7 separate regions of the Mus musculus genome follow, and all the other regions are linked to region 4. Evidence: chromatin contacts called from public HiChIP or PLAC-seq, Micro-C and promoter capture Hi-C data. All regions are on one chromosome and are shown on one strand. The core of a region is the stretch at or near the end of the contact, and the rest is flanking DNA. Distances in the headings are between cores, read along the strand shown. Region 1 holds the start of Neurog3 (neurogenin 3). Region 2 holds the start of Chst3 (carbohydrate sulfotransferase 3). Region 3 holds the start of Psap (prosaposin). Region 4 holds the start of Sgpl1 (sphingosine phosphate lyase 1). Region 5 overlaps Cdh23 (cadherin 23 (otocadherin)). Region 6 has its middle 25 kb from the start of Psap. Region 7 overlaps Cdh23 (cadherin 23 (otocadherin)).

Region 1 (3,443 bases), core at 612-3,111, 990 kb before region 4:
AAATCTCAATCACCAGTCCTTGATACTCTTATGTACAAAATATAAACTCTCCTACCACGAAATAGCATCAATAAATACAAATGTGTAAAAATGGGGCAGGAGGCATATAATTTACCATAACAAAATTCATTTCAAAAGGCATTATATCATTTACAAACTGATTTCTTTTTCTTTTTTTTTCCTTTTTAGGGAGACAAACAGTGCTTCAGGAACCGTCCCTGCAACTCACACTTTAGACACGGGAGACAAGTTGGAGAGATGCTCTAGCCATAGGCTAGGGCTTTCCGGTTCACAGCCTGGTCTCCCTTGGGGGAAGGGTAACGACTTGAAAAGTGCAGAAGAAGGCAGATCACCTTCGTGGACTAAGGCAGAATGGAGAAGCTCAGAAACCCTGCATGTAGCGGGCAGTAAAGACGACGAACATCATCTATGGGCCAAGAGCTGGATGGAGGAGCCAGTGAGGTAAGACGCAACACTGGATTAGGTCACCCTGGAAAAAGTGATGGATGGTCGGAGGCCGGCAGATTTGAATGAGGGCAGACTCACCAGGAAGTATGGGAGTCTCCAACTAGGTAGTGCTACCATTCTCAAATGCTTGGAGCGAGAGTTTGATGTGGCTGCACCGAGGAGAGTTAAGAGAAGAGCAGCCCCCAATGTCTGCTGTGCGCAGCAGCAAGGGTACCGATGAGAAGCCTAGTTAAGCCCTGTGAGAGGGCTAGGGATCCAAGTAGTGAAAGCCAGAAGAGGCGAGATGCTTGAGAGCCTCCACTACCTCCCACTCCAGACGGCTCTGGTCCCCTCCCTTTCCACTAGCACCCACCACCCAGAGCCAGACAGGTCTCTTCACAAGAAGTCTGAGAACACCAGTGCTCCCGGGAGCAGATAGGATGGGGAGCTGGGCACCTGCAGGCCAGGGAATTCCTCCAATGAGGCCGTGGGGCTCAGGTTACCCGCTTGGGAGACTGGGGAGTAGATAGAGCCCCAGTCCCCGTTGGAGCCACCTCCGGGGCTCCCCAGCTCTCCACAGGGCACAGGGGGCTCCGGGCCATAGAAGCTGTGGTCCGCTATGCGCAGCGTCTGAGTCAGTGCCCAGATGTAGTTGTGGGCGAAGCGCAGGGTCTCGATCTTTGTAAGTTTGGCGTCATCCGGGAAGGTGGGCAGGACACCGCGCAGCGCATCCAGCGCCGAGTTGAGGTTGTGCATGCGATTGCGCTCCCGATCATTGGCCTTCTTGCGCCGGCTTCTTCGCTGTTTGCTGAGTGCCAACTCGCTCTTGGGCCTGTTGCGCCCTCCGCGTCGGGCGCGGAGCTTCCTCGAGGTCCCTCGGCAGTCACCCACTTCTGCTTCGGAGCAGTCCCTAGGTATGAGAGTGGGGCTAGGTGGGGTGGAATTGGAACTGAGCACTTCGTGGTCCGAGGCTCCGGGAAAAGGTTGTTGTGTCTCTGGGGACACTTGGATGGTGAGCGCATCCAAGGGATGAGGCGCCATCCTGCGGTTGGGAAAAAATGGAAGGTGTGTGTGTGCCAGCCTCTGACTTAGAGGTCACTGCACGGGGGACCAGAGTATCCCCCACACACACCCCGCGCGCCCCTCATCCACCCTTTGGAGTTTCCGAATTGTTACCTAGTTCTCCCGACTCAAAAGAATAGAGAGCAGCAGGTCAGTCAGTGACAAGCAGCAGTGGATAGGGTCAGTGTCAAGCAGCAGTGGATAGCTGAGCCTCTCTGCTCCCTCTGAAGTTCTGCTAAACTGCAGGCGCCCTCGCCTGGAGTAAATTGCGTCTGGAAGTCGTAGAAAAGCTCCGAGGAGGTACTCGACCACTGCTGCAGTGATGAGACCCAGAGGGATTTCTGAGCTGCATGCAAGTCGTGTGTCCCCTGGCACGCTTTATCTGCTCTGCCCCCGGCCAGGAGCGTGCCTGCCGGGCTGCTGCCTGCACCACGGGCCAATCAGCGGAGGGGGCCCAGGGGCTGCGCCACGCGAGCCCGCTCCTCCCCCCACAACCCCCACCCGCAGAGCACAGCTGGATTCCGGACAAAGGGCAGGGGTCGGGGGAGGGGAGCAGCACTCTGTTTGTTCCCCCACTCCACGCCTCCCCCGTCGCGGGCTCAGTCCCAGCAACTCTCGGTTCCTCAAAGAGCCTCGCCCAGCCAGAAGAGTCCCGTCCGGCCGCTGGGGAGAGCTTTGCCTTTTCCTCTTTCTTTTTGGCATGTGTCCAGACCCTTTCTTGGTAGCATGAAGGAGGTTTGGGGGTGCCTATATATATATAAGGAAGGCCTCTTCTTTGAGTATTACACATGGGGTCTTTTGGCTCAGAGAGGGAAACGGCTTGTCTAAATGAACCAGCGATCAAGGAGTCAAGTGTCTTCTTGGCTGGCAGCTGGGAGGAGCGCCCATTAGTTCAAAGTGCTATCCAGCTCTCCGCCACTATGGGTTGGGTCAGGAAATGTGTGTGCAACCATGTTTCACAGACTGACTCCATCCTGGGAAAGAGGACAGAGTGACCAGAGACGGTCCCTGCTCAAGTCCTTTCTACTCAGAAACTATTGCTTGGCCAGGTTCAATATCACCTTGGGATCCAACCCTCCAGCCCCCAGACCAGACCTTGAAAACCCCCACCATAGTCCTCATCCGAGACATTGGGTTCTATTCCGGAGGCGAGGGTGGTTGTAGAGAGAGTGCAGAGGGGGCATCTCATCACGCCCCGCCCCACTATGGATGCTATCGGGAAGGCCTGACCCGAGAGGCAGGTGATAGGGAAAGGTCAAGGAGGGACTTGTTCTCTGCTAGCCTTTTTTGTCTTTTCAATGCCTCCGTGTGCAGGCCCTGGGAGAAAAGCAGATCTACTTTCTGCCCCCTTTAGTGCCCCTGTCCAATCACAGACCAGAGAGGACTAGCAGCTTCACCTAGTCCTACTCCTTCCCGCCCCCTCCCTCCCCATCACTCCTGAACTGTGGGTGAGCCCAGGGCAGGGAGACTTCTAGTTTGTCCCTCTTAAGAGGTTATCTTAAGCTATCTGGAAATCTTTCCTGTGAGCCTTAAGACATTGTCCTTTCTTCCCTGCAGACCCGCCCTTCTTGTCCCTGACACCCCGTGGTCTTCTGTTTCCGGTCACTCAGGGTGAGGGGTTGTGGCTTCCGCTGATCTCTCTCTCTCTCTCTCTCTCTCTCTCTCTCTCTCTCTCCTGCCCTCCCTCCCTCCCTCCCCCCCCCCCCAGCTTTCTAGTCAGGATGTGCATGGGAGGAAGCTATGGCTGGGAGTTAAAGATTCTTGGCAGTAACTCTAAGCTTTCTAGTACGTTCTCTAACTCCGAAGCTCCTGGATATTGTAGAAGGGACCATACCCTGGCTGGGAGGCTGAAGGCGTAGAGTCAGGGTCGGGGTAGGTGTGTGACTTGACTCTATGATGACCACTGGCCGCCTGGGCTGCAAGGAAGAGGAGGG
Region 2 (3,181 bases), core at 449-2,948, 930 kb after region 4:
AGTGTTTAATCCCTGTCGGAAGTTTCTACCCCACTTTAGTTAGTTAAATTCCCGATGAAAGACACACACAACCTTTATATTTACAATAAGCCTTAAACAATACAAGAGCTGGGCAGATATCTACTCTCTATGTTGTTAGAATCTACTTTCCTATCAATAACCCCGAGTTATTGCTTATTATGTTTCATCTGGGAAGCTCTTAACTCCAATTGGGAAATATAAGTCTTGTTTATTTATAAGCTAGTCGGGGATAAGGTTAAATTATCTTTGCTACAATATAGACATATGAGACAGGGTCTCTAGTGCTCTAGGCTGGCCTTGAACTCCCTATAGCTGAGAATGACCATGAAATTCCGATCCTCCCACCTCCACCTCCCACGTTCTGGGATTGCAAGTATGCATCACCACACCCAAATTTATGTGGTGCTGGAGAACTGAAGCCAAGCTTTCTATCCACTAGGCTCTATTCTCAGCCTGACACAGGTCTAACTTTTGGTCTTTGTGTGCCCTGAGGTGTATCACAACTCCAGTTCTGGTTTCCCCTAATAGGCTACAGAACACAGGCAGCCAGTGAGGGTTTTCTGCTGAAAGCTAGCTGCGGGTCTCACATCATAGTGCAGGGCACGACCACACTTCCATCAGGCCCCTGCTAGACAACAGGTTAGCAGATTCCTACCAACCTTCTAATTAGGGACCTGAGAGGAGGTCTTGGAGCCACCTGGGTCTCACTGCCCATTCTGTCCAGCTTTGTATCTGCTACCTGAGTCTGTTAATGTCTTCCGCTGATATAAATGTTCAGCATGACAGAGCGGGGCCAAGGACAGATGTGTATGTTTCCTTTTTTATATTTTCTCACTTCTCCTTTATAGACAATTGCTTATTTTGTCTAAACCTTACAAAAGCCCAAGAAACGTCAGGAGGGCCGTCTCAGGCCTGAAGTTAGCTAGAGTCCTGGAAAAGAAAGCTGGACTGGGAGACCTCAAAGAATCGTGTACATCACCAGGACTGGAACTTATAACCTGAAGTTTGGCTTGCTGTCCAACACTGGGCCCTTTACAGCAGTCTTGGCGAAGCTGGCCCTTTTACAGACCCAGCAATACTTACCACTCATCATCACTCAGAAGTGACATGACCTCCACCTCAGGAGTGCCAGCAGTCCAAAGGGGTCTTAAGCTAATGCCAAGGGGGTCCAGCTCCCTCTGAGCTTCTTGGTGAGAACCCTTTCCACATCTTGTCCTGGGGGCTCTGTGAGAAAGCACCAAGAACACTTCTGCAACCTGTGGCTGCCCAGGGAAGGAGGACGGTGGCTTTTCAAAATTCCAGGAAGCATCCTCAGAGGGACAGGAAGGTCCTCATGTTCAGGGTGGGCAGCAGCATGGGGGGGGGGGGCTCAAGCTGGACAACTCTCCTTGAAGCCGTGCCCCTGAACTCTCTTCCTTGGGGCTGGAAGCTCCTCCCAGCCTCGTCCTCAAGGGTAGGGATGGAGCAGCCCTGGCGAGTCCCCCGGGACGCAGCTAAGTCGGGAACAAAGGCCCACGGAGGGGTCGAGGAGAGCGAGGCTCCCAGGGGGGATAGGGGGGGCTGCTGCCCTTCCTCCCGGCTCCTCCCTCCTCCCTGAGTCCTCCGCCTCCTCCATCCTCTTCGAGAGGCCGGGTGGGCGGCCGCGCCAACTTCACCGAGCGTCCCCAAGTTGCCGGGTGCGCGTGTGGAGTGAGGTGGGGAGTCTGGAGGAGAGGCGCGGGGCTCCCAAAGTTGCAGCTGCCGGCTCAGGAGGCCGCCTCCGGTCGCTAGCGGGATCGGAGTCGTGGGTAGGACCGATCGTTCGCCTGCAGCTAGGACACCGCCCGCCTGGCGCCGCTTCCCGCCCAGCGAGGGGACCAGCCCGGCCGCGCCTCCCTCCCCGCACTAGCCGAGGACGCAGAGTGGGCGCCGTGGGGAGCGCAGCCCCAGCATTTTCTGAGCCGAGAGCGCAGTTGGGGGCGGATGCTGCCGGGGCTGGACGCCGACCTCCGGAGTGTCGGATCCGCCCGCCGGGAGGAGGAGGCTCGACCGGGGTAAGTGGGGCGCCCGCGTCCCGGCACCGCCTCCTGGGCCCCAGGCGGTCACCGACCGCATCCCAGAGCGCGCGCCAAACTTTTGGAGGAGAAGGGGACCGGCGGAGGGCGGGCGGGGAGTTCCCTGCGCGGGGAAAACCCCACGCTGCCAAATTCTCATCTGCCATGTACCCACAGCCAGGTCACCGCACAAACCACAAGTGAGGCATCTTCACGCCGAACGTCCTGCATACTCCCAAGTGCAACTCCTGCTTCTAGGAGCCTCCAGGGTTGGGAACTTTTAAACCAGCTTGGGTTCTTTGCTGGTCCCGCAGCTCCACCCACCATTGAAATGGAGCCCCCAAACTCCATAGCAGGGGACTACTAGCTGCCCGGGCTTTGGGAAGCGGTGCCTGAGACCCACTGAGGCCCAGGAACGGGGAGAAAGAAGCAATCGTTGAAGTCACTTGTCCCGGGCTAGCAAGGGCGGATTTGGTGTGGAAACTCGGCGTCTAGATGATGTGCCTGGGTATGCGCAGCCCTTCCGGAGGTAGATGGGGGAGACCAGAGCCAGTGATTTGGAAACTTTTAAAGTTCTTCTGGACTGGGGTCTTTAAGCTGTAAGGAAAAGGCTGTGTGCTGGTGCTGCGCCTGACAATCTGCGTGGTGTTCGTGACAGGGCGTTGCAAGGAAGCTGAGACCCTGGCGGATGTGCTTCCTCAGAGGAACTTCCATAGGGGATCTCAGCTCGGGGCCATATAAATGGGGCCGTGGATTGAGCTGAGACTAAAGTCAGGATGAAACCAGGCTTGTTGGCCTGTCTTGTACCAGAATGTCTGCTTGGTTTCTGATTCGTAGTGTCCTGCATGTCCTAAGGATCTTGGGGCTAGTGCAGTGCTGGGCACCCAGTCTTAGCTGTCTGGTGATTGAGGGCACCGGTAGTGAATTATGGACTTGCCTCAAGCGGAGCCCAGTGAGCCTCGGCTGAATTGGCATTGATCTTCTTGGAGAGAAAAAGACCTTGCTGGCTGCAGGAAGCCCTGCCTGGTGTCTTGGGTGGTGGTGGTGGGGTGTGTGTGGCCGGAGTCCACTGTGCCTCATGGTCACCTCTCCCTCCTCAGAGCAAGAGGAAGGTTCCATTTCAGCAT
Region 3 (3,109 bases), core at 372-2,871, 870 kb after region 4:
TACCATGGGGCCTGAAAATGGGCAGAGGTTAAACTGGCCTTTCATTCTTTTGGCATTCTTTGTTTTCTGTCTAGGTGGGAAAGGCAGTCAGGCTGGAGGGCTGGAGAGTAACCAAAACCAAGTGTCTGTACCTCCAGGGCTTTGTGAAGACTAGACGGGACCTGGAACATTCTAAGCACCCAGAACATCATTAAAAGGCAAGCTATGAGTGGCACCCTGAACTACAGTAGTGCCACACTGAGCCCATAAGTCCTAAGAGCCTCAGGGAGCACACGTGGTTTGCAGTCATCATAGACAACCAACAACTCAATGGTGGACAGTCAAGACAAGCTACCATTCTTCAGTATGACCTTGACGTGAGGCACAGAGCCTGGAGTTTTAGACCAAGGCCATCAGGGTCCTCCCATCTACCTAAGAAGGAAGAAGGAACCCAGTTAACTAGACTGGCAGTCAAATGAACTACATGTGTATTAGAAATAATTTTTCCAAGGAAACAGGTAAGGGGTATAGTGTGACTCAGTAGAGGATGTTCGTTTACCGTGTGTTACGATCCAAGTTCAATGGCCCATACTACAGAGAGAGAGAAAAAGAAGTCTGGTTTTGGTGGTGTGGGTGAATCAGAACTCACGAGTTATGTATGACACAGAGCAAGCAGGACCAAGTGCGTTTCTTTTCATTTTTCTTGCACAAAAAAAAAAAAAAAAAAAATCTCATACACAGTCCAGACTAGCCTTGAGCTTTCTGTGTAGCACAGGCTGACCTCAAATTCAAAATCCTCCTACCTATGCCTTCCAAGTGTGAGTCCCCTGGCGCTGCCTTGCCAACCTGCAGTGCTTTTAAGAAAAATCATTTTAGAAACACTTGCTATAAAATAAAGGCTGGCCAATGGCTTTGCCAGATCAAACAAAAAAATTAAGAGTTCCAATGCAATCGGGACTACACAATTCCCTCCAAGACCTACTACGCTCCTGAGTTCACACAGAAGCCAAAAAAATCACCCCCCGGCCCGGGGCAGACACAAAGACGCTTCCTGCAACTCCCATACGAGTGCAGTCTGGGACAGAGGTCACGGGCCGACCTGACCTGCAGGATGGGGCTTCAAGGCCATGTCTATCACCTACACCAGGATAGAGTCAACACAGCGACGGAAGAGGTCATCGAGTGACCTCTCCCAACCTCCATCCCAGGGAGAACCGCAGTCACCCGCAAGGCCTTGCACAAGGCCTGCACACACAGGACAAGACGTCTCTCCCACCTCCCAGTGGTCCCCCAGTGCAGAGAATCTGGAACAGGTCCCCCTCCGCCACCAGCCCCGATCTGCGCCTGCGCACAGCGAGGCCTGCCTAAGCGCGCCCCGGGAAGCGAGCGGAGGGCGAGGCCGGTACCGCAGGACTGCCCGGTTCCCGGGACCCAGGGGACGCTATAGCGTTCTTCTCTACCAGACCAGGGGACCCTTCTAAGCTCACCGGTGGCCAGAAGGCTGGCGAAGAGGGCGAGGGCGTACATGGCGCCGCTTCACTTCGCAGGCTGCAATGCAGAACGTCAGCTGACCAGACGAATATAAATCTACCCCCCAACCTCGCCGCAGACGCCAGTGCGCAGGCGCGGGCCCCGCCCAAACTGGGCGCAGCTTGACTCAGCGTCGCGCAGCGCGCCTGCGGGGAGGGAGGGTGCGAAGAGGAGCAGGCTGAAAACGCCCAGGGAAGGTGGCGGGAAGGCGCGGGTGGTGGTAATAAAAGAAAACCATATCTGGTGATTAAATCAAGGTCAGGCGCCGAACGGTATCTAACGCCTCTCTTTACCTTTGCAATGTGAGGAATCCAGCCCAGGGCTGGTACCAAGCCCTGAACTGCATCTTGTGCTCCCCCACCCCACCCCACCCCTGAGCCCCAGCATCTTTTAAGTATTACTATTTGTTTTTGAGATGCCGAGTCACTATGGCCTTGCTGGTCGACAATTCAGTGTCGCAGCAGACCTGGAACTCTCAACCTTCTGCCTCAACCCCTTGGAGAATGGTTGGGGGTTGGGGGGCGGGAGCAGGGATTTTTGTTTGCAGTCGCCGGTATTGAACCCAAGGCATTATACTTGATATCAAGTGTTGTACCTCCAAGCTGCACACCACCATTCCCCCCACCCTCCCAGCTCACTCCTTACTTTATTTTTGAAAGAGGGTGTCACCAAATTCCCCAGAAAGTCTCTGAACATGTAATTCTTCTGCCTGACCCTTGTACAGTGGTAGTTAGGGGTTTTTTGTTTGGTTGGTTGGTTGGTTTGGTTTGGTTTGGTTTTTGGTTTTTCGAGACAGGGTTTCTCTGTGTAGCCCTGGCTGTCCTGGAACTCACTTTGTAGACCAGGCTGGTCTCGAACTCAGAAATCTGCCTGATTCTGCCTCCCGAGTGCTGCTGGGATTAAAGGTGTGTGCCACCACGCCTGGCGGTGATTAGTTTTTTTGGTTAGTTTTTTTGTTCGTTTGTTTGTTTGTTTGTTTTGGTTTTTCGAGACAGGGTTTCTCTGTATAGCCCTGGCTGTCCTGGAACTCACTTTGTAGACTAGGCTGGCCTCGAACTCAGAAATCTGTCTGCCTGCTGGGATTAAAGGCGTGGGCCACCACGCCCGGCTAGTGGTTAGTTTTTTAAGACAGGGTTTCCTGTAGCCCAAAGAGGCTGACAACTGGCTGTGCAGCTGAGGATTCGTGTATCTCAGGCAGTCCTCGAACTTCAGTCACTTCCAAATCCTGATCTGCCTGCCTGTGCTACCATACATGTTCTGTTTGGTTCTAGGAACCAAACCCAGGCCTTCAACTCATGTCGGGCAATGACTCTACCAACTGAGTGGCATCTCCAGCCCCCATTTATTGTGATTCGTGCCGTGCTAACAGATGAGACTCAAGCACAAACAGGTTACAGATTTGCCTACATCTTTACACTCAGGATTCAAATTCACAGGCTGCCATTCTGCAGTTGTCAATCAATACAAACTCAGAAAACGGCAAACGAGAGACGCCTTTATTTGTGATCTTGGGAACTGCAGACTGCAAGATAGACTCAGAGGTCTCTGAATCAGTGTTGGTGAGAAGGCAGGGAGAATGGAAGTCTGAGTGTGTAAGCAG
Region 4 (3,334 bases), core at 692-3,191:
GGCTGTCACTGCTGTCACTGTGCTGTCACCTGCTCCAGCACTTCAGTGTAGTCATTCCTATTTGAAAGGTCAATTCGGGGTTTTTTTTTCCCCCAACCTAGTGTGAAGGGTGACCTTTGTGACCTTGGGGGTCCTTCCACTTGAATTGTAGTGCTTGCCAGCTTTGCTTCTGAAAAAAACATTTCTGCCCAGTATTTATACCATTTGCCCTCTGTTTATTTCTTTTGGGGAAGTGAAGGCTGGGGTGGTATTATTTCCATTAACCAAGTTGACATGCTTTTTTCATTCAGACATCTTTAACCTTGATGGGAAAATCAAGTTTCCAACACAGAAAAGAGACCAAGGGCCAACCCCTTGCTCACTCAGTGAACATAACACAAGTTAAAGTCATCTCAGAGGAGGGAATATTGATTAAGAAAATGCCTCTATGAGATTCAGGCTATAGGCAAACCTGTAGGGCATTTTCTTAATTAGGGATTGATGGGGGAGGTCGCAGCCCACTGTGGGTGGTGCTATCCCTGGGTTGGTGGTCCTGGGTTCTATAAGCAAGCCAGCCATGAGGAGCAGGGCAGTAAGCAGCACTCCTTCATGGCCTCTGCATCAGCTCCTGCCTTCAGGTTTTGCCCTGTTTGAGCTCCTGTCCTGACTTCTTTTGTTGATGAACAGTGCTCTGGACGTGTAAGCCAAATAAACCCTTTCTTCCCCATATTTCTTTGGTCATGGTGTTTCATCACAGCAATAGAAACCCTAAAACAGTAAAATCTCAAAGCTCTTCCTTTAAAGACCCAGGTTAGGTGGTTGCTCAGATTAGTCTTGTCTGCAGACACTGGCTGGAAGTGACCAATTGTGTCCAGAATGCAAGGGTTGGGGTGGGGAATAGGGTCTTATTTTGAAGCCCCGGTTGGCTTCAAAATTGCCTCAGGAATTACAGGAACAAACCACCACACCAGGTTCAAGTTAATTATTTCAAGCATTTATTTTTATTTATGTGTAAGCGTGTGTGTGTGTGTGTGTGTGTTTATGGCCTCAGAGGCCAGAAGACAATGTCAGAGTCCATGGACCGGGAGTGGTGTTTGGGAGCCATCTTAAGTGGGTGCTGGGACCCAGCCTCACTGAGCCCTCCCTCCCCAATCACTTCACATAACCAGCTTTTTATGGGTATAATTTCAGTACTTGGGAGCCTAAAGCAGGAAGATTGATTCAAGTTCAAGGCCAGTTTATAGCTTACACGACAGAGTGAGACCCTGTCTCAAACACTAACCAGCCCCTAAACTGTTGAGTGTAGTGGCTGGCAGGAAGATTGTGAGTTCAAAGTTATCCTAAGATACAGGACCAGTTTGGGGCCAGCATGACCTAAGTCAGAACTTGGATCAAAACAAAGAATTGTTAAGAGAGATGTCACCTTAGATTTTTGGAAGGCTGTGATGAGGCGGGAGAAAACCTAGATCAAAGCCTTTGACTGCCCTACAGAAAGACCTCAAAGCCAGTCTCGGCAACTTAGTATAAAAAGCCTGCATCACAAAACAACAACAAACAACAATAGCAACAAAAGACAAACACAAAGAGTAGCCTGAAGAAGTTGTAAACTCACAGGGCCAGCTGCTGGCGAAAGGTGAGACCCCTAGACACCCTATCTGGCTTAGACACAGTCCCTACCCGGCCAGCAGGCGGCGCGCACGCCCACACGGCTCTGGGCGCCCCGAACCTTGGCGCCGAGCCTCTCAACCCTGGCGCCATTACTTAGCCCTGGCCACAAACTCTCGCCTGAGTTCCCCCGACACCACAGCCCGGACCCAGCAGTAGGCGGGCGGAGGGCTGCGGGGCGAGCCGAGCCCAGCGCGGCGTCGGACGTGCGCGCGCCCGACAGCGGCAAGGGCGCGCACGGCCCGGGCTCCTGGAGGCGGGCGGGTACCCCAAGGCCATTTCCGGGAGGGGCGGGGCCGGGGGCGGCGCACCTCCAATCTCTGCGGCGGCGGCGGAAGGGGGAACCCGGGTCCCGTGGCCAGCGAGTGAGTCGCTCGCAGAACCGAGGCGCGTGAGGTGGGCGGCGGCCAGCGGAGCCTCTGCGGGGAAAGAAGGAGCCGGGTCCACAGCCTGAGGAGGTGGAGCTGCCGCGGCGGGCTGGACCCGGCGGGAGCAGTGGGGAGCCGAGAGGAGCTGGAGGGATCCGGGCCCGGGCTGAGGGGAGAGGAGGGAGGCCGAGCTGTGGTTGGGGAGCCGAGAGGGAATTGGGTTGTGGGGAGCTGCGCGGAGGGAACCGGGCTGTGGGGAGCTGCGCTGAGGGAGGCAGGTCTGTGGTTCATGGAGAGCTGGGCTGAGGGGAGCGCGGCTGAGGAAAGCAGGGCCCGAGCTGAGAGGGAGCCGGGCTGAGGGAGAGCTGGGCTGAGGGGAGCGCGGCTGAGGAAAGCGGGGCCCGAGCTGAGAGGGAGCCGGGCTGAGGGAGAGCTGGGCTGAGGGGAGCGGGGCCCGGGCTGAGGGGGAGCAGGGACCGGGCTGAGGGGAGCAAGGGTTCAGGCTGAGAGGGTCCTGGGCTGAGGGGAGCGGGGCCCGAGCTGAGAGGGAGCCGGGCTGAGGGAGAGCCGGGCTGAGGGAAGCGGTGCCCGGGCTGAGGGAAGCAGGGCTCAGGCTGAAAGGGAGTGGGCTGAGAGGAAGCTGAGCTGAGGGGTGCAGGTCCGTGGCACAGGGAGAGGTGGGATGAGGGAAGCGGGGCCCAGACTGAGGGGAGCAGCGCCTGGGCTGAGGGGGAGCCGGGCTGAGAAGGAGCAAACTGAGGGGTGCGGGCCCCAGACTGAGGGGAGCAGGGTCGGGGCTGCGGGGTCGGGGCTGAGGGGAGCGGGGCCCAGGCTGAGGGGAGCAGGGCCCAGGCTGAGAGGGTCCTGGGCTTAAGGGAGTCAGGCTAAGAGGGGGCGGGCTGAGGGGAGCCGGGCCTGGTCTGAGGGGGCTGGGTCCGGGCTGATGGGGAGCCGAGCTGCGGGGTGTGGGTTCCCGACTGCTGTGGGGCGTCGGAGAGACCCAGGCTCGAGTCTGTGGCCGGGGCTGAGTAGTGGCGCCAGGCTACAGGGGCGCGGGGGAAAGGCAGGCCGGGCTGGAGGAGTCCCGGGTCCCGCTGTGCCGAGAGGCGGCGGCGCTGCCGTGGGCCCGGGGAAGGGGCGTGTCCCCGCGTGCACGCCGCGGGCTCCACTGCTCCGGGGTGCCGGGGTCGGCTGGAGCGCTGCCAAAGCCGGCAGGGGGATCCCGCGGAGGGGCAGCGCCGGCCGGGCTGCCGAGTAAACAGCTGCGTTTCCCCTTTGCAGACGCAGAGGCAGGGCAGCCCCGGGGAGGGAGCCGGCTGCAG
Region 5 (3,227 bases), core at 545-3,044, 760 kb after region 4:
CCATTCCTTATAGACACCCAGTTCTCCACAACGAACTGAGAGCCCTCCTAGACATAAGCTTAGAGGAGCAGGTAGCAATATTGCTTTGCAGATGAAGAAATAGAGTTACAGAGAAGTAACTTGGCCTCTTGAGCAAGACTTGAGACCTTCTCTAATGGTCACACACAGAGGTCTGCCTCCTGTCTATGTTGTTTAATGTTCACCCCGCCTCACCCTCCATACACATGTAGCAGCCCATAGGCCCCTTCCCCTAAAGCCATAGGAAGTGAGTCAGAACCCAGAGGTTCCTGTCATGGAGGAAGGTGGGAGTTCATCAGACAGGGACACGTACCCAGGCCTGAGTGTGGCTGAGTCAGTGGAACCCATCAGCCCAGAGCAACCCGCTGTTTGCTGGGACTGGAAACATTGAGCAGGAGATAGCTGGTCAGCTGTTGCTCAAGTCCCTCCCTCCGGGATGCTTCCCCTCTTGTTAAAGATGGATGTCTCCAACCAAACTCTGGGCCCCAGGCAGATCTGTCAGAGCTGGGCCAGCTCTGAGTTTCTAGCTCCTTGCTCTCAGAGAAGATGGGAGAGAAAGTTGGCTCCCGACAAGCTACCCCCCTCCCCCATCCCTTAAGAAGAGAATGAATACCTGTCCAAGTGGATACAGCAGAGGGATCAAGTCCCTTGGACCCTTAGAGGACACGTTGACAGAGATACAGTTTTCTGGGTATGTACCAGGAAGTCGCCACAGTAGCTTCCCATTGTGACAGGCTCTTATTCACATGCTAATGAGCACCGTGGGGCCTGCCTGTGTCTTTCCCCTCAGTAAACTCACATCTGGTCACAAGAATGGCTGGTATCAGTGAGGTTCAGGCTGGACCCCTGGACTTCAGGCATCCTAACCACAGCCCTCTCTGTGTCCCCTCCCCTCCCCTCCCCCACCCACCTGTTTCTCAAGAGCCCGATCACTCTGCTATGTGCCATTTTTAGCCACCAACCTTGTTGTTAAACCGAGTTCTTTGCAACATCCCAGGGTGTAAAACAGATCAAAGGCAGACTGTGTACAACCTTAAGGTGAGGCACCCCAGTCACAGCCTTGGGCCCCTTTTATATGCTCCTGCCCTCAAGACCCTGAGGAAAAAGAAATTTGACCCAATTCTGAGGAAGGCCCTGCGTTACCCCCATTCTACAGATGAGGAGACTGAGGCAGAGAGGAATCAACCAACTTGATAAGGGTCCCATTATGGTATGGGTAGAGCCAGGCTTCACCCCAGGCAGGTGGTCCAGACTATTCTCTTACCTCTACACTATATGATTCCTGGACCACCATGCCCAAGGAGGGTTCTTGGCACCCTGACAAGCACTACATACCCAAAGAGTAACTTTAAGAATTCAGGTGTTGTCCCCTGGCATGGAGATTCGATGGCCCCTGCAGTTTAGAGCATCTGTTCTCCTAAGAGAGTCAGGAGAGCTGGGGCGCTTTCTGATAGCAATGTGAGGATGCTAGTTTTGCCCAGTAAGCTGCAATTTCTACTTTAACAGCTAGCAACAGTCCCCATGAAGTCCAGGAAGTAAGGAGGGAAACCTTCCTTCTGGATGCTGGGCATCTCTGTGTGTACATGCCCACATGCACAGTGTATACACGCAACTGCCCTCTTATCCCTGTTGGAGGGTCGGGCAGCCCTGTGCAGACACTCGGGACAGAAGGCATTCTGGCTCTGAGGCACCTGGCAGCATCCTCCTGTTCAGCAAGAGTTCAGCTGGCCTGTACTTCCTGTTCAGCTGTGTCTCTCAGGTTCACAAACCACACCATCTTTCCTCCTCTCTCTACTGCCGAAAGCAGCCAGAAGTGTTGAAAGCCTGGCCACATTGTGGCAAGCTACACTCCGCCCCTCTCCCGTTCCTCTTACACTATCAGACTGACAGCTTCTTCCCCGATGTCCCCCAGAAGGCAAGGTCATTAGAACAAGCAAACTCCGGAAAGGGAAGGCTTGCCGTTTTAAAAGATGGATAGTTAATATCTGTTTACACAGAGTTCCCGAAATTCACCCATGCCAATTCCCCTCACAGTCACCACACCCAGGATCTTCTGCAACAAACTGTGGGTGAAGCCAAATTTAGAAGGCTCCCACTACAGCTGCAGACTGAGGTGGACCCTGTCGTTTGCATAGTAGATTCTCGATGTCCGGACCTGAAAGGTGCTGGCGTGACAGGGCTGTGGAACCTCAGGGCAGTGGAGTGGTGAGCTCTCTGTGAGCCTCCCTGGCCACCACATCCATCTTCTCCCCTGGCTTTGCCACTCTTCCCACCCTTAGTCATCCAGTAAATTCCCTGATAACCTAGAGGGTTGTGTGTGTGTGTGTGGTATGTGTGTGTGTGTCTAATGTGTCTGTGGTGTGTGGTAGGGGGGTTGTATATGTAGTATGTGTGGTATGTGTGTGTGGTGTGCATATGGGGGTGTTTGTGTGTGTTATATGTATATGTGTGGTATATGGTAGTATTTGTGTGTTGTGTGTGTATATGTATATGTGGTGTGTTTGTGTGTGTCTGTAGTGTGTATGGTGTATGTGTGTATATGTGCATGGTATGTGTGTGTGTCTAGTGTGTCTGTGGTATGTGGTATGTGGTGAGAGGTTCTATATGTGGTTCATGTGTGGTATGTGTGTGTAAATGTGTGTGGTGTTTATATGGGAGGTGTTTGTGTGGTGTGTGTGTATATGTGTGTGTGTATATGTGTGTGTGTGTGTGTGTGTGTGTGTGTGTGTGTGTTAGGATAACCCCAGAGGCAGCTACATATGTGTGTGCATGGTATGTGGTCTATGTAGGTGTGTATGTAGTGTGTGTGTGTGTGTGTGTGTGTGTGTGTGTGTGTGAGCACATGCGCATGTGTGTGTAACCCCAGAGACAGCTATGGATATAGGCAAAGTGCCAAAGGCAGGTTCTCTGAGGCTGTCTTGCCCTCCTTCCCCTTTCTGTCCTGTCCTTGCCACTGACAGCTGTGACCTGTGCTGTGCACACTGAGCTACCCCACCCCACTTCCTCCCTTCTCCATCCTGCTTCATGGTAATGCTTCCCTGGCTCTAGGGAGCCAGAAGGATGTCTTATACTGGGGCCAGCTCATCCCCAGCACGAAGCCTAAGCATGGATAGATAGGGAGCCAGGAGACACCAGCCCTCCTTGTCCCTGTGAGATCTTGGGGAAAATTACTTCTCTTTTCTGAGACTCTTTTCCCAGTCTCTTAAAGG
Region 6 (3,092 bases), core at 372-2,871, 900 kb after region 4:
AGTTAGGCTACAGCTTTAGAGACGAGCCTCAGCCCCAGTTGTAGGAGGACCCACACGAAGACTGAGCTGCACGTATGCTACCCATGTGCCAGGGGCCTTGGTCCAGCCCGTGTATGCTCTTCAGCTGGTGGCTCTGTCTCTGAGACTCCCAGGGGTCCGGGTCAGTTGACTCTGCTGTTCTTCCTGTGGGGTTCCCATCCCCTTCAGCTCCTTCGATCCTCCCCCCAACTCTTACATTGTGGTCCCTGACCTCTGACCCATGTTTGGCTGTGGGTGTCTGCTTCTGTTTCCAACAGTCCACAGATTACAACAGCAATATGCTGTAATCTATGGAGAGTAATTGTGGGAGGGAGAGAAGCAGGGAGAAAGAAAAAGAAAGGATGAAGAGGAGGGGAAACGTAAAAAGGCCTCTATCTGAAAGCAACTTATATTTGCAGCCTTAATAAGGCTGAATATTTAAAGCTTACTGTTGGCTACAGCATCTTGCTGTGTGGACCAGGCTAACCCGGAAGTCTCCATCCTCACTTTGGTGCTGATGGCCGGGATTACAACAGTGAAGCATTAAGCTTTGTTTGAAAAAAAAAATCTGTTTCTGTTGTAACAGGGATCGCAGGTATGTGAAGGGTGCGGTTTAGCTAATCACTGTAAGTAAGGTGGGTTCCCTAGGTTCCAAGAATTCCAGATGGGTGTGATCTGTGCCTGTGACCTCAGCACTAAAGAAAGCTGAGGAAGAAGGCTTTTACTACAAGTTTCAGGCCAGCCTGGGCTACAGAATGAGGGAGTCTCAGTAAATAATAAATAGGTCTGGGCAGTGGTGATATACATGCCTTTAATCCCAGCATTCCAGAGGCAGAGGTAGGTGGGTCTCTGTGAGCTCAGGGCCTGCTTTGGCTACCTAGAGAAGCTGTGGCCAGCCACAGCCACCCAAAACCCTATCTCAAAACCCAATCAGTCAATCAGTCAACCAACTGATTGGTTAAATCAGTCTTTGGTCTGCTGCTTCCTGGATCCTCGCCCAACAAAAAGCTGAGCCACCTCCTGACCTCTGTTCCCCCACACAGGGCATTTTTGGAGGTTAAGCTGGGGAGAGCAGCCCAGGATGCTTAGGGAAGCGACACCAACAGTTTCTGGCCACCACCTCCTCCCCTGCCCCCAACATTGCACAAGACTCCTTGAGCCTGTAGCCCTGAGCAATATCCATCCTCTTTCGAAATTACTACTGTGTGCAAAGCCAGTCACCTGCACTACAGCTTTCCTGAGAAAAGGGATCAGAAACCTTACCCATGGGACAGGCAGGGGTGATGGGTTCCCCTAGCCGGAGCAGGAGCACCCTCATTGCCCTAGGCCTGAGTGGGGCCATACTTGTGCACAGTTGGCACATGCACACACACACACAAACACACACACACACACATACACACACACACACACACACACACACACACACACACACACACACACACACACACAGTAGTGCTCTAGGGATAGGTGTGCCTGCCCTGCTAACCAGCAGCAGCTGGAGCTCTGGGTCGGTCGCTATTATTCAGATCATTCACACACTATGAGGTCACACACACCCTGCCTGTCCTCAGGGCGATCTTTCTAGGGCCCAAGAAGCCATTTGCAGCAAGAGGCCATCTGCCGAGGGGCCATCTCTCTCCAGTATGTTCTGGCCTGCCTGGGCCAGTGTGGTCCAGTTTACAACTTTGGAAGGAGCCCCCTCCCTCTCTCTGCCTTCAGTCTCCTCTTCAGTGAAGTTCAGATGAGGCAAAATAGAACAGACAATGAAGGGCAGTCCGGAAGTTAGAGAAGCCCCTCCCCTGAAGAGGACAAGTCCAGGACAGGCTCTGTGGTGCCTACCAGGGTTGAGGCACCTTATAGGCCTGGAGACCTGGGTTTGACTCCCGGGACCTCCTCCACAAATCTGTGCCTCCCCTCAACCCTTCCACTATTTTTTTTTTAATTTTAATTTTTGTTTTTATTTTTAGTTTATTTCATGTGTATGAGTGTTCTGCTTGTGTGTATGTCTGTGTGCCACTTGCATGCCCAGTGCATTCAGAGACCAGAAGGGGGCATCAGATCCTTGGAGCTAGCTGCCGTGTGGGTGCCGAGTATCAAACCCAGGTCCTCAGGAAGAGCAACCAGTGCTCTTAACCACGGAGCCAGCTCTCCAGCCCCCTAATTTTTTTTTTTTTTTATTAAAATTAAAGAAAGCCTGGGGCTAGAGAGATGGCTCTGTGGTTATTCACAAACACTGTCTGCATTTCCAGAGGTTCTGAGTTCAGTCCCCAGCACCCACATGGTGGCTCACAACCATCCTTAATGAAATTGGATGCCCTCTGTGTCTCTGAAAACAGCTACAGTGTACTTACATATAATAAATAAATCTTTTTAAAAAAATTCCCTTGAGGGGGCTAGTGAGATGGCTCAGTGGGTAAGAGCACCCGACTGCTCTTCCGAAGGTCCAGAGTTCAAATCCCAGCAACCACATGGTGGCTCACAACCATCTGTAACGAGATCTGACGCCCTCTTCTGGTGTGTCTGAAGACAGCTACAGTGTACTTACATGTAATAAATAAATCTTTTTTTAAAAAAATTCCCTTGAATGGGGAGACAGGGAGACCAGGATGGTGGGGTCTTCCTCCCTACCTGGAGAGAGGGTCTCAATCGGTCTGTCTGTTCCTCCTTGCCCCGTGGAGACCAGGTCTAACCTGTACTTTCGATATAGAGCAAGCTGGCTTTGAGATCACAAGAACCCACTTGCCTCTCCCTCCTAGGTGCTGGGATTATAGGGGTACACCTCCACCTCTGGCTAAGATGGGATCCCTTGTTGAACCTGGAACCCACAGCTCTTTTCAGCTAGATAGGTAGGCATCCTGTATCTGCCTGCCCCAGCTCTGGGGTCCCAGGTTGGAAACAGCCTGGCTTTCTATGTGTTCAGAGGCCAGCCTGGTCTACTGAGGTGGGGTTCAGGAAAGCCAGATCTACAAGGAAAGACCCTGACTCAAAACAAAACAAAACAAAACAACAAAACAAAAACAAATCAATCCAAGTCCCCAAGATGGCTCCGCAGGTGACGTCAGTGGCCACAC
Region 7 (3,157 bases), core at 390-2,889, 790 kb after region 4:
ATGGTGTGTGCCCTTTCAGAATAGGGAGGATGAGAGGCCCAGGCAGCAGGGCCCCATAGCCAGACCCTTAGTGACCTGCAGAAGCCAGGGAGGTCTAGTGACCTCCTTGTGAAGACAGCCTTGTGTCCCTGATCCCACGAGGCACAGGGAAATGAGGCCTGTTGCCCACGACAGAAGCAGCTCCAAAGAAGAGAAAGCAACCCCCCATCCTGCCTACAAGGGAGAGCTCGACTATCCTGGACCTCAGAGTGTCCACCAAAAGGCCCTTCATACCAAACGCCAGGGCTCAAGACCAGAAGGAGCCTGAGCAACGAAAACAGATTAGAACAGCACTGTTGCACAAGAGCTACTAACACTGAAAGATGGATGTCTTACTGCAATGAACAAAAAAGACTCCAGCCTCAGCTGGCATGAGGCACACAACTTTAATCCTAGCACGGCAGAGACAGAAGCGGAGGCTGGTGGATCTCTCTGAGTTCAAGGCCAGCCAGCCTGGTCTACATAGTGAGTTCTAGGACAGCCAGGGCTACATAGACAGACCCTGTCTAAAAAATAAAACAAACCTCAGTCCATCCTTTAAGGGATCCTTGAGTTGTCTTGGGTGAGGCCCCCCTGGAAGTGTGGCGATCACACACACACACACACACACACACACACACACACACACACCACTGCAGGAGGATAAAATTTGTACCGCTTGGCTAAATGTATAGCCCCACCCAAGGTCCATCCCAGCACTTAAGGCAGGGGGAAGGCTAGAGCAATGTCATTTTTGTTTTATATCTTTAAATAGATGAAAATAAAGGCACACATTTAAAAATACTCAAGGGGCTAGAGAAGAGGCTGAGTCCGCAAGCAAGAGGCCCCGTGTGTTTGACTCTCCAGGTGTGGTCACATGTAGCTGTAAACCCTACTGGTGGGGGAGGTGGACACAGGAAAATCCCTGGGGATCAGCCCTATCACCTAACTAACTATAAGCTGTAGACTCAGTAAGAGAACCTGACTCATTAACGTCAGGAGAGAGCAATTAAGGAATATCCCCAGTGTCAGCCTCTGGGTACAGAAGTATGTACACATACACACATGCACACACAGTAATGTATACACATATACAAAATTCAAAGCTCCCCTCCTTCCCCACAACCTGGGTCCCCTCACACAGTCCTAACCTACCTAGATCTGGTCTTGTCTTATGAGATCACAGGAGAACCTTGTCCCAGCACCCAAGCACAGTTTGGACATCTCTGCCTACACAGAGACCCACCTCACTCTTTCCAGAGCTCTGTTATACACAGCTTTCCCAAAATTGACGGAGACATCCCTGTCTGGTGGCAACATTGTTTACTTCCGTTTTCAACAGTCCTCTTTCTGCAGCAAGAACCCCTTAGGCTCAGATCTCTGCTCACCCAGGCAGGACATCTGGACCTAAACACTTAGCATTGCAGCACTGAGCCAGAGAGCATTGCCTGTGTGCTTTCTCCCAGACTGTTGTAAAACTGTCTCAGGAAGGGCCATGTCTCTGCATGAGCCCTGTGTCATGGGGGCTTGCTTTATTTCAGTCCATCTGCTGACTCCAGGAGTTTAGCTGGGAACAGATGAGCCCTTGGAACCACAACTAGCGTAAGCCCATTTCCTTCCCAATTTGAACCTTTCTCTCTGCCAAAACATGGGTAGGATCTCTTGTCATAGGATCGGTTCACCTCCAGAGAGCTCTGGGAACCGGATGTGCCTTGGTCTTTAAGCTGCCTCTGCACTTTACTTGGGAACAAAGGCCATTTTTATCCCACTGTATGCTAAGCAACCTGGAAGCATAAACACGCTCCCAGTGAGCGATACGAACCCGAGCAGACCTTTGGCAGGCACTTTAGAAGTACCCATTGGTATGGAAACAGGACCAATTGCTGGGTGGGTTGCAAAGGAAGTTGCAATCCACAGTAAAGCAGATTCCCTGCAGGTTTTAATGTGGCTGCGCTTGAACGTGGGATATTGAAAGTAAGAACAGTCTGTAATTCACACTGTTCAGAGTGGCTAAACTGCATCCTAGGACTTTACTGTGGGCAATCTGAGAACTGGCTGCAAACGCTCTCGTCTCTCTTCCCATTGTTACTAAGCAACGTGTGGTGCAGTTAGCCAGGTGCTCACAAGCTGCCTTGGTGGTTTGGCCAGGACCTCCCTGTCTGACCCTCTGGTCTGCCAGTGGCAATTCTGCCCTCTATGAGCAGAGCCTGCTCACTCACAGAGCCTATCTCCTTATATGCTGCAGTTCTTGTCCAGGCTATGGTGGGACAGGCTCTGGAGGTGTATGTGTGGGCTCAGCTGCCCTCAGAGGCTCAGGATTCCTTTATAAAGCCAGTCCGACTTCAGTTCCCCTTACTCTAAGGAGACACCCATTGCAGAGAAAGCTTAGTTACCATCGGGAGCCAGGCTTTTCCTGGGAAGGTGATAAGACACTGGTGTAAGCAGTTGCCAACACCACCCCAATGGCATGTGCCAGGCTCTTTCATGGCAGGCAGGCTGGGGAGCCTCAGCTTGCTCAGTCTATGTCCAGGGCCTGCCGGGTACCCTGTGGGTATATGCAAAGGAGTCTGGGGAAAGTGCCTGGCATAGCCTGCCACATTAGGGATGGGAGGGGTACAGAGTCAGGCTGCACAGGCCTGCCCTGATCTCAGGGGAAATCCAAAGCCCCGTGGCAATGCTATCAAACGCCAGGCTTCTTCCCTTACTTATCCCTTACACTTCCTCTTACCTGAAACCCACTTGGACTTTTACCTAGTGTGATGTAGCTACTCTTCCGTAAAATAACATTTAGCCACTCAGACAGGGACTAGAAAGGGAGAACCCAAAGATCTCGTCTGGAAGCATCATTAATAGACCCAGGGAATGCTGTGGTTGAGCTCTGAGAGTTGAGGCTGGAACTCAACTCTCAAATTTAATGAGCAGTATAGAATAGTTCTCAGCGGCTGGCCAAGAGGCCTGTTGAGCAATGGCATGGGTGGCCAGTGCTAAATACATTAAGAAACGCAGCCATGTCTGCTATCAGTTCCCATCCTGCCTTGGCACAGGAGTGGATAAGCTGCCCTGAGTCATTAGGTCTCGTGTATATCGGGAGGAAATAGGAGCCCACGCCTCCATGGTGCTGGAACTGTTCATGGAGACT

Evidence for each region. Promoter capture Hi-C pulls out the DNA fragments that hold promoters and counts their contacts. A called contact is a pair of places that touch in the nucleus more often than the background predicts. HiChIP or PLAC-seq counts read pairs in DNA pulled down with a chosen protein or histone mark.
Region 1: a contact with region 4 is called in a Micro-C map of embryonic stem cells, with 10 times the contacts expected there. The contact joins the promoter of Neurog3 here to the promoter of Sgpl1 in region 4. A contact is called at or near these places in 4 of 484 Hi-C or Micro-C datasets (all in embryonic stem cells).
Region 2: a contact with region 4 is called in a Micro-C map of embryonic stem cells, with 7 times the contacts expected there. The contact joins the promoter of Chst3 here to the promoter of Sgpl1 in region 4. A contact is called at or near these places in 2 of 39 promoter capture datasets (the SN4741 cell line and hippocampal neurons), 1 of 484 Hi-C or Micro-C datasets (embryonic stem cells) and 1 of 115 datasets of contacts at active chromatin or transcription factors (bone marrow-derived macrophages).
Region 3: a contact with region 4 is called in a FOXA1 HiChIP or PLAC-seq map of pancreatic cancer cells. The contact joins the promoter of Psap here to the promoter of Sgpl1 in region 4. A contact is called at or near these places in 7 of 39 promoter capture datasets (the 3T3-L1 cell line, the C10 cell line, embryonic stem cells and 3 more), 3 of 484 Hi-C or Micro-C datasets (cortical neurons, embryonic stem cells and liver), 9 of 115 datasets of contacts at active chromatin or transcription factors (astrocytes, bone marrow-derived macrophages, craniofacial prominence and 6 more) and 4 of 9 other capture datasets (adipose tissue, embryonic stem cells, liver and 1 more).
Region 5: a promoter capture Hi-C map of liver shows a contact between it and region 4, with 2.5 times the contacts expected there. The contact joins the enhancer-like site here to the promoter of Sgpl1 in region 4. A contact is called at or near these places in 11 of 39 promoter capture datasets (the 3T3-L1 cell line, 3T3-L1-derived adipocytes, embryonic stem cells and 6 more), 5 of 115 datasets of contacts at active chromatin or transcription factors (astrocytes, bone marrow-derived macrophages, embryonic forebrain and 2 more) and 3 of 9 other capture datasets (adipose tissue, embryonic stem cells and macrophages).
Region 6: a contact with region 4 is called in an H3K4me3 HiChIP or PLAC-seq map of bone marrow-derived macrophages, with 3 times the contacts expected there. The contact joins the enhancer-like site here to the promoter of Sgpl1 in region 4. A contact is called at or near these places in 1 of 39 promoter capture datasets (neutrophils), 5 of 115 datasets of contacts at active chromatin or transcription factors (bone marrow-derived macrophages, cardiomyocytes, embryonic forebrain and 2 more) and 1 of 9 other capture datasets (embryonic stem cells).
Region 7: a contact with region 4 is called in an H3K4me3 HiChIP or PLAC-seq map of bone marrow-derived macrophages, with 4 times the contacts expected there. The contact joins the enhancer-like site here to the promoter of Sgpl1 in region 4. A contact is called at or near these places in 2 of 39 promoter capture datasets (erythroid cells and hippocampal neurons), 1 of 484 Hi-C or Micro-C datasets (B cells), 8 of 115 datasets of contacts at active chromatin or transcription factors (the SCID.adh cell line, astrocytes, bone marrow-derived macrophages and 5 more) and 2 of 9 other capture datasets (adipose tissue and liver).

The regions. Positions count from the first base shown.
Region 1 is chr10:62,131,508-62,134,950 of GRCm38.p6, reverse strand. It overlaps Neurog3 (neurogenin 3), which reads right to left and starts at 1,861. Exons shown (of 2, transcript NM_009719.6): 1 at 1,624-1,861; 2 at 188-1,489. The coding sequence starts at 1,488. The coding sequence ends at 844.
Region 2 is chr10:60,217,777-60,220,957 of GRCm38.p6, reverse strand. It overlaps Chst3 (carbohydrate sulfotransferase 3), which reads left to right and starts at 1,698. Exons shown (of 4, transcript NM_016803.3): 1 at 1,698-2,054.
Region 3 is chr10:60,276,140-60,279,248 of GRCm38.p6, reverse strand. Psap (prosaposin) reads right to left here and starts at 1,621. Exons shown (of 15, transcript NM_011179.3): 1 at 1,467-1,621. The coding sequence starts at 1,506.
Region 4 is chr10:61,146,291-61,149,624 of GRCm38.p6, reverse strand. It overlaps Sgpl1 (sphingosine phosphate lyase 1), which reads left to right and starts at 1,941. Exons shown (of 15, transcript NM_009163.4): 1 at 1,941-2,102; 2 at 3,294-3,334.
Region 5 is chr10:60,388,293-60,391,519 of GRCm38.p6, reverse strand. The region is part of intron 31 of Cdh23 (cadherin 23 (otocadherin)); the gene reads left to right. It also overlaps a transcript of Vsir not described here. Among named protein-coding and RNA genes, the nearest start is that of Gm17455, 9.8 kb to the left of the region's middle. Within about 2 kb of position 1,794, at least 127 of the 459 cell types and tissues checked have an H3K27ac peak or open chromatin away from gene starts, as enhancers often do. A contact at or near this core is called in adipose tissue, bone marrow-derived macrophages, liver and 2 more, where this site is marked.
Region 6 is chr10:60,250,875-60,253,966 of GRCm38.p6, reverse strand. No RefSeq gene overlaps it. Among named protein-coding and RNA genes, the nearest start is that of Psap, 25 kb to the left of the region's middle. Within about 2 kb of position 1,621, at least 78 of the 459 cell types and tissues checked have an H3K27ac peak or open chromatin away from gene starts, as enhancers often do. A contact at or near this core is called in bone marrow-derived macrophages and neutrophils, where this site is marked.
Region 7 is chr10:60,360,818-60,363,974 of GRCm38.p6, reverse strand. The region is part of intron 39 of Cdh23 (cadherin 23 (otocadherin)); the gene reads left to right. The region is part of intron 3 of Vsir (V-set immunoregulatory receptor); the gene reads right to left. Among named protein-coding and RNA genes, the nearest start is that of Vsir, 16 kb to the right of the region's middle. Within about 2 kb of position 1,639, at least 51 of the 459 cell types and tissues checked have an H3K27ac peak or open chromatin away from gene starts, as enhancers often do. A contact at or near this core is called in adipose tissue, bone marrow-derived macrophages and liver, where this site is marked.